2 separate regions of the Mus musculus genome follow, and region 2 is linked to region 1. The links are chromatin contacts, called in public HiChIP or PLAC-seq maps. All regions are on one chromosome and are shown on one strand. Each heading gives the region's core, a stretch centred on a gene start, on an enhancer-like site or on the middle of the called end of the contact. The rest is flanking DNA. Distances are from core to core; before and after follow the strand shown.

Region 1 (3,059 bases), core at 177-2,676:
ACAGGTGTTTTCCTTGGCTTTCTTTCTCCTCTGGTTAGATTTGCTCTAGGCTGTTTCTGTTATTTCCTGCCCTTTTCCAGAACTTGGCTAAGCAGGTACGATGGAAAGAAAGGGGAGGGTTCATACACACACACACACAATTGCATCACTCATGTTTGAATATGTTTATACTACAATGACTTTCACCTTCAGTATTTCAGACCATGGATATCTAAGGTTGATCGGCTCTCAATGTTAAGAGCAATATATTGTTGTTGATGTTGTTATTGTTGTTGTTGTTGTTGTTGTTGTTGTTGTCGTCGTCGTCATTGTCATAGTCATCATCATCATCTTCCTGAGGTATGAGGGGAATGCAAGGTAAATAAATAACCAAAATAGAAATGTGTGTGTACAGGTTTATAACCCCTGTCTCTCTCACTACACCCAAATCCTCCATGCAGAAGGTAGGAAGTGGATTTCTTTCTTCCAGGATAGCTGAGCTGCAATAGCAAGGAAACCAGTTCCTGCTGCATTGCTGTGCAAGACTACATGGTGGCTCAGGTCTCAGTCTTTGAGCCCCACAATTCCTAAAAAGGCTTCCCTAGAGTAAGAGGATACAGAGAGATGGGTGCTAGATAGAGGTGTGGAGGACACCGCTGATGAGGGACAAACACATGGGGATGGATGCCTTGGTTGGCCTGGACTTCAGGACTTTCACTGACCATAGAGTACCTTCTCTACAGACATACCAATCCTGGTCTGCCAAAGTTAATGTATGCAGAAAACCTCAAAAATGTAGGCTCACAACACCCCACGTTCACCAGTGCATTCCCACAGGGTGCCCAGGTCCCCTTTGATGAATTTCCCTCCAAATCTAGGAAGGAACTAGCTAGTAAGTCTATGTTTCTCCACTGCATTCACTTGGAAAGTGAACAAACGGGGCTTCTTGGGCTCCTTTTTGACCTCCTGAAAGACGTCACTGAGACTGGGTCTCTGCATCTTCAATCTCCATCCTTGGTGACTTGGTTGCTGGCCCTGGATCCTAAGATTTATCAACTGTTTGTATGCCCCGTCAATGGTGAGCAAAATCCATCCTGAGTGCATGCAGAGCTTCCCCCAATACCTGCCACCCCAAGCAGGGTGATGCATCTTGCCATTTACAAACACGACTCAGAAAAGAAATCAGGAACAGGGGCAGGGAGACAGAGGGGCTGGAAGAGCGTACAGAACTAAATCAAATGCCCATCAACAATGAGGTCATGGCCAGCATGAGCCTTGTGCCAAGCCAACCCCTAGAGCCTTCCATGAGCTTCTGAGCTCCCATGTCCCCCTCTGGCTACCTGCAGCCACTACTGCTACCTTTCTTGCCCAACCACTACTGCGGGCCTCACCTCCTCCTGTTCTTTGCACAGTTGCACATAAAGCATGAATATTTAAAGACCCCTGCCTAGCCCAGCCACAAACAGAGAGAGTATTGTGACTCTTTTCGGTTCCCCTTCCCTGCCACAAGCTATTCTCTGCAGGAAACTAGGGAGCCACTTACAATATATTCTTATTTTTATTTTATTTTTATTTTTATTTTTATTTCGCTGAGCTCCAGTTCAAATAATTAAAGTTGCCACGGGGGAGGAAAGGCTTGCCGTAGCTTTCATGTACTGGCTGTCAGGCCTGTTCCAGTCTGACTTGGCTTTAGACACTCTGATGTGTCTACCATTGCAGCTGCTGCTAATACAGAGGAGGACGTGAGAGGGGTGGGGGCTGTCCCACCCCTCCCCCTGCCTTTCACACATTCCAGAAGCCTGACTGTCTCAACAAGCCCTGTGTGGTTTGAAATTCTGTTTTATTTGAATAGCCTGCCTGTGACTAGAATATTTTAAGCCATGTTCTCAGGCCAGAAGAAAGCCTGGGGCAGGAAGGATTAGGCTTCTCTCATTTCTTTCCACTCTAAAACAGGGGAGTGGTTTTTCTTTTATGGGCTGCAGGAATATGAAGGACCCAGGAAGATGGCTATCATACACCAGTTTTTGTGATAGTCAGCTCTCAACTGCTGGTTTTCTGACCTTGCCTGATCTGCAGCTCTGTCCTTACATTCCAAGGGCATTGAAGCATTTGTGTACACGTGCACACACACACACACACACACACACACACACACACACAAAATGATATCCTAAAACACAACCAGAACCTTCTACCCTGAAGTCAACCCAAGGGAAAAAAATAATAATAACTTTAATTCACTGCTGGGGCAGCTGAGCCCAGGCAAAAAGGTTAGCTATGGAGTTCTGACATGTCTGTGTGGGCTTTCTGGCCTAAAGGGAAAAAGACCCATACTCTGTGTCCTTAAGATTGTCAAATGTGACCTCGACAGATATAGGAGAGAAGACTGGCATGGAGAATTTCCTTCTGCCAGCCTTCAAGCCGTGCCTACAACCCCTATAAGAATGGTACCCTATGGTGACAGTCCCGTAGAAGCCATGGAAACCCTCCCATCAATTGTTGTCTGGTTTAGATTTTTAAAGACTCTTCTGGTGTCCATGCATGGAAGGATAGCCCTTTCTTTGCCAGCTGCTCAATATGAGATCCAGGAGTGTTGACTGAATTTATGCAAAGCTGTCTCAACCTCCTCCTGCGGACAAGCGAGGAGACACAGAGGAACTCTCATGAGACCTGAGTTTTCAGTTTCTCAAACTTAATGACAAAGTCTCCCATGAAAAGGCAAATAAATAAATAAATAAATAAATAAATAAATAAGGGTCCCCAAACCAAAGAGGCTTGAGATGGAGAAACTAAAATAGCAGGGTTCTGCTGCATCGTTGCCTGCCCAGTGTCGACAGGGTAGGGAGGACTAGGGCAGTGTGCAGGAAGAGCTGAGAGCTCATTCTGTATACAGCCCTGGCAGGGTCTTCCCCACCCATGCATGATCTAGGTTAGAGCAATGTACCATAGCCCCAAAGCAACAAATACAAGTCAAGACCAAAGCCAGACCTCCTCTCTCACACAGATGACCCCATCTGAGCTTAGAGCAGTAGTTCTCAACCTGTGGGCCGTGACCCCTTTGGCAAACCTCTACCTCCAAA
Region 2 (3,059 bases), core at 364-2,863, 520 kb before region 1:
ATATTATATGAGATGACCACCTTGGAGCACTCATTGATCTCCAAATCCCTTATGGTCTGAGACTCCCTTCTCTTTCAGAGTGGCCTCAACGTGGCCTCAGTTCTGCAGTGTGGACTGAGTTCATGGCAGAGCCTGTTCCTACCCAGCTCTCCAAGCGATGTGCGGCCACAGCTACTGGATTGTAGTCATTAGGAGCCAGCCACACAATATTGGTGACTTTTAAAGAGGGAGGAACCGAGTGTCCCTTTTAAAGAGAGAGAGAGCAATGAAATAATTTGCAAATTTTTAAAGACCCTCTTATCCCAATATCTAAGATATTCTACTTTTAAGGACAGAAGCTTTCCTCTCCCCTGCCTGGTCAGTAAAGGCTTTGGAATTGTCTACTGTCCACCTGTACCAAGAACTAAGTCTGTGGAAGACACAGTCATTTTGGTACATTATGGCACATTAAGCATGAGGACTGGAGCTGTGAAGGAAGGCAGGCACGCACTCTCTGGAAACTTTTCTAGTGGCTGGCAGAGTATGAGGAGTCTAGTTGTAGGAGTTAACACGGTGAGAAGTGAGCCCCTCTAGGCAGCATCAAAATCCCAGTGACCAAAAGATGTACAAATGCTCTGCTTGAACCATTTCTAGATGTCTAGACATACAGGTATTTCAGGTCCATTGGAGAGGTTCAGTTAGTAGATGGCTTTTGATAGCAGTGGCTTTTTCTCGCTGCACTCTGTGGAGATATAGTCAGGAGTAAAAACCCCCTGGCCAATAGTCATCTTGTTAGGCCCTGTGTCGGGTAGTAGGAATGATTTTCATTCAGACAAAGTCCTACGGAGGAAGTGATGGTTTATGGAACAGACAAGGAGACTGAGACAGGAAGAAGATATAGATGGAGTCAACTTCCAATACACAGCCAGATGCTCATGGCTCTCTTATTTATTCATAAGTCTCATTGACTACTCCATGTTGTTCTGAATGGGAAAATGGAAATGAGAAATGTTTCTTGATTTGGGGGGCATGAATAAGAATCTTCTGGAACCTCTGGAACCTGTGAAGATGCAGGCTCTGATGAGTCAGAGCTGACTAGGGTCTGAGAGCCTTCCATCTGTGAATTGATTCTCTGGGGATGCAACAGAGGCTGCTATACCCAGAGGACAAGAGGTCCCTTCTTCCCTCTCATTTCTCTTCCCAGAGAGGAGGATTTTCCAAAGGACTTTAGAACTGGGTAGGGCTGACCATTCCTCACAGCCAGAATTTTGGCTTCAAATTGGCCCTGTTGCCTTTGCAGGAGAGCAGTGGTTTAAGAAACACCTCAGATCAGATTCTGTGTAGGTAGGGTCTAAGGACAAAGCCCTAGGAAAAGAATATGCAGAGTAGAAAGGCCTTCCCTGTAGCTCCACCCATTCTGGAGCCTTGCAGACTCCAGTGCCTATTTGCAGAATCCAGGGCAACCCCCATCCTAGACTATGAAACCCCAAATCTGCAACTAGGCTGCAAAGGCATGGGAGACAGAAGCAGCGTGACAACAGCATATTCTTCGAGTGCTAATGGGCTGCCTTGCTTTGGGGAGCACAGCAGGGGCTGGGATTCAGGGCCCTAAGCAGGGCCCTTGTGGAAAGCACACGCTGGTCTCGGCCAGCGTGCATTCAGCATGCACTGCACGTGCAGCCTGGGCTTCCTCTAACGTCTCATTTTGCCTAACACTTTTTGTTTTCATTATTCCTAAATTTGGCCTGCCCAGTGAGTGTGATTAAAATGAAAACCTTATTCTAATAGAGTTGGGGAAGTGGAAGAAGAAATCTAAAATTAGGCTATGGAAAGGAGGAAAAAAAAGAGAGAGAGAGAGAAAGAAAAGAAAACCTCAAATAATATAATAATGACCAAGTTGATTCAAATCCACACTTGCAGTCATTTCTCTCCGAGGGACAAAACAGCGGCGGCATCTGCACAGGTGTTTGTATAATCCAGGTCACATCAAAACTCCTCATCTATTTTACAAATTCAAAACCCTGAGAAAAAAATGGAAGCAAACAGTAATAGGAGATAATAAAGGGAATAATAAGGCTGCCTCCCCGCCTTGCACAGAGGTGTCTGGTGAGCCAAGAAGGCATCTGTCATGTGCTTTGTTCTCTGTGGAAATGCTGAATGGCAAGAGAGAAAACACTGTCGCTATGCTACACAGAGCCCAACAAGGGCGGGCCGGACACCGTTTGGGATTCGCTTTTTGCTTTCTCTGTAAGCAGATAACCCCACCTGAAGAGCTCATCTCAAACTTAGAAGCCATCCATGCTCAGATCCCCTGACCTAAGTGAAGTCCTTCAGATGAAAATTCCTTCCCAGAATTCCCTTCAGTACCTACTGAGAGACACCATTCTCTGTCTTATTTTGTTTAATTTATTTTTGCTGTTGTTTCGTCTAGTGCTACATTACCTCTGGCCTTTCGAGCAATGCCTAGGAGATGCACTGAATGAATGAATGAATGAATGAATACATGCGTGCACGCATGAGAGTACCTCAAGAAGTCACAAATTTCTTCTCTTTCCAAGCCGGCATGTGGTAGGGAAGAATTTGTGCTGATGGTCTCTGTTTTATTTATTTTTCTGTGACAGAATAATGAACACAAACATGGCCTGGGAAGATCTGGTCTATCACAGTAGCTAGGGGAAACATGGCAGAGAAGATAGCTGGCAGGAATAGGTACCTGGAGGTACCTCCACATCTCATGGAGGCAGAGAGCCTATCCAGTGGTAAATCTAGCCTATAGTCCTCTAAGTGCCCCCAAATCAGACAGCTAGGCCTCATGTCCAAAAGGTTACGCAACCTCACAAGATGGCACCACCAGTAGAGGACTGAATATGAAGATGCTAACCTTCTCGATGTTTCATACAGAGATTCTAATGGTCTATGAGTGCCTTTTCTGCTTGTCCTCTCCACCAGGGTAGTGTGTCTGTCTAGGTAGACAAATATCAAAGATATGGCCCCACTTTGATGCCCAGAGTTTCAGAGAAGAAAAGGTCACCAGAAAATACCTCCTCCTGTAGTCCCGGTGTTGGTTCAGCTCTGGCCTT

The links. HiChIP or PLAC-seq counts read pairs in DNA pulled down with a chosen protein or histone mark.
Region 2: an H3K4me3 HiChIP or PLAC-seq map of embryonic basal ganglia shows a contact between it and region 1, with 5 times the contacts expected there. The contact joins two enhancer-like sites. A contact is called at or near these places in 1 of 484 Hi-C or Micro-C datasets (embryonic fibroblasts) and 1 of 115 datasets of contacts at active chromatin or transcription factors (embryonic basal ganglia).

Annotation. Positions count from the first base shown.
Region 1 is chr17:71,979,703-71,982,761 of GRCm38.p6, reverse strand. The region is part of intron 8 of Alk (anaplastic lymphoma kinase); the gene reads left to right. Among named protein-coding and RNA genes, the nearest start is that of Gm41613, 150 kb to the left of the region's middle. Within about 2 kb of position 1,426, at least 67 of the 459 cell types and tissues checked have an H3K27ac peak or open chromatin away from gene starts, as enhancers often do. A contact at or near this core is called in embryonic basal ganglia, where this site is marked.
Region 2 is chr17:72,503,860-72,506,918 of GRCm38.p6, reverse strand. The region is part of intron 1 of Alk (anaplastic lymphoma kinase); the gene reads left to right. Among named protein-coding and RNA genes, the nearest start is that of Alk, 99 kb to the left of the region's middle. Within about 2 kb of position 1,613, at least 30 of the 459 cell types and tissues checked have an H3K27ac peak or open chromatin away from gene starts, as enhancers often do. A contact at or near this core is called in embryonic basal ganglia, where this site is marked.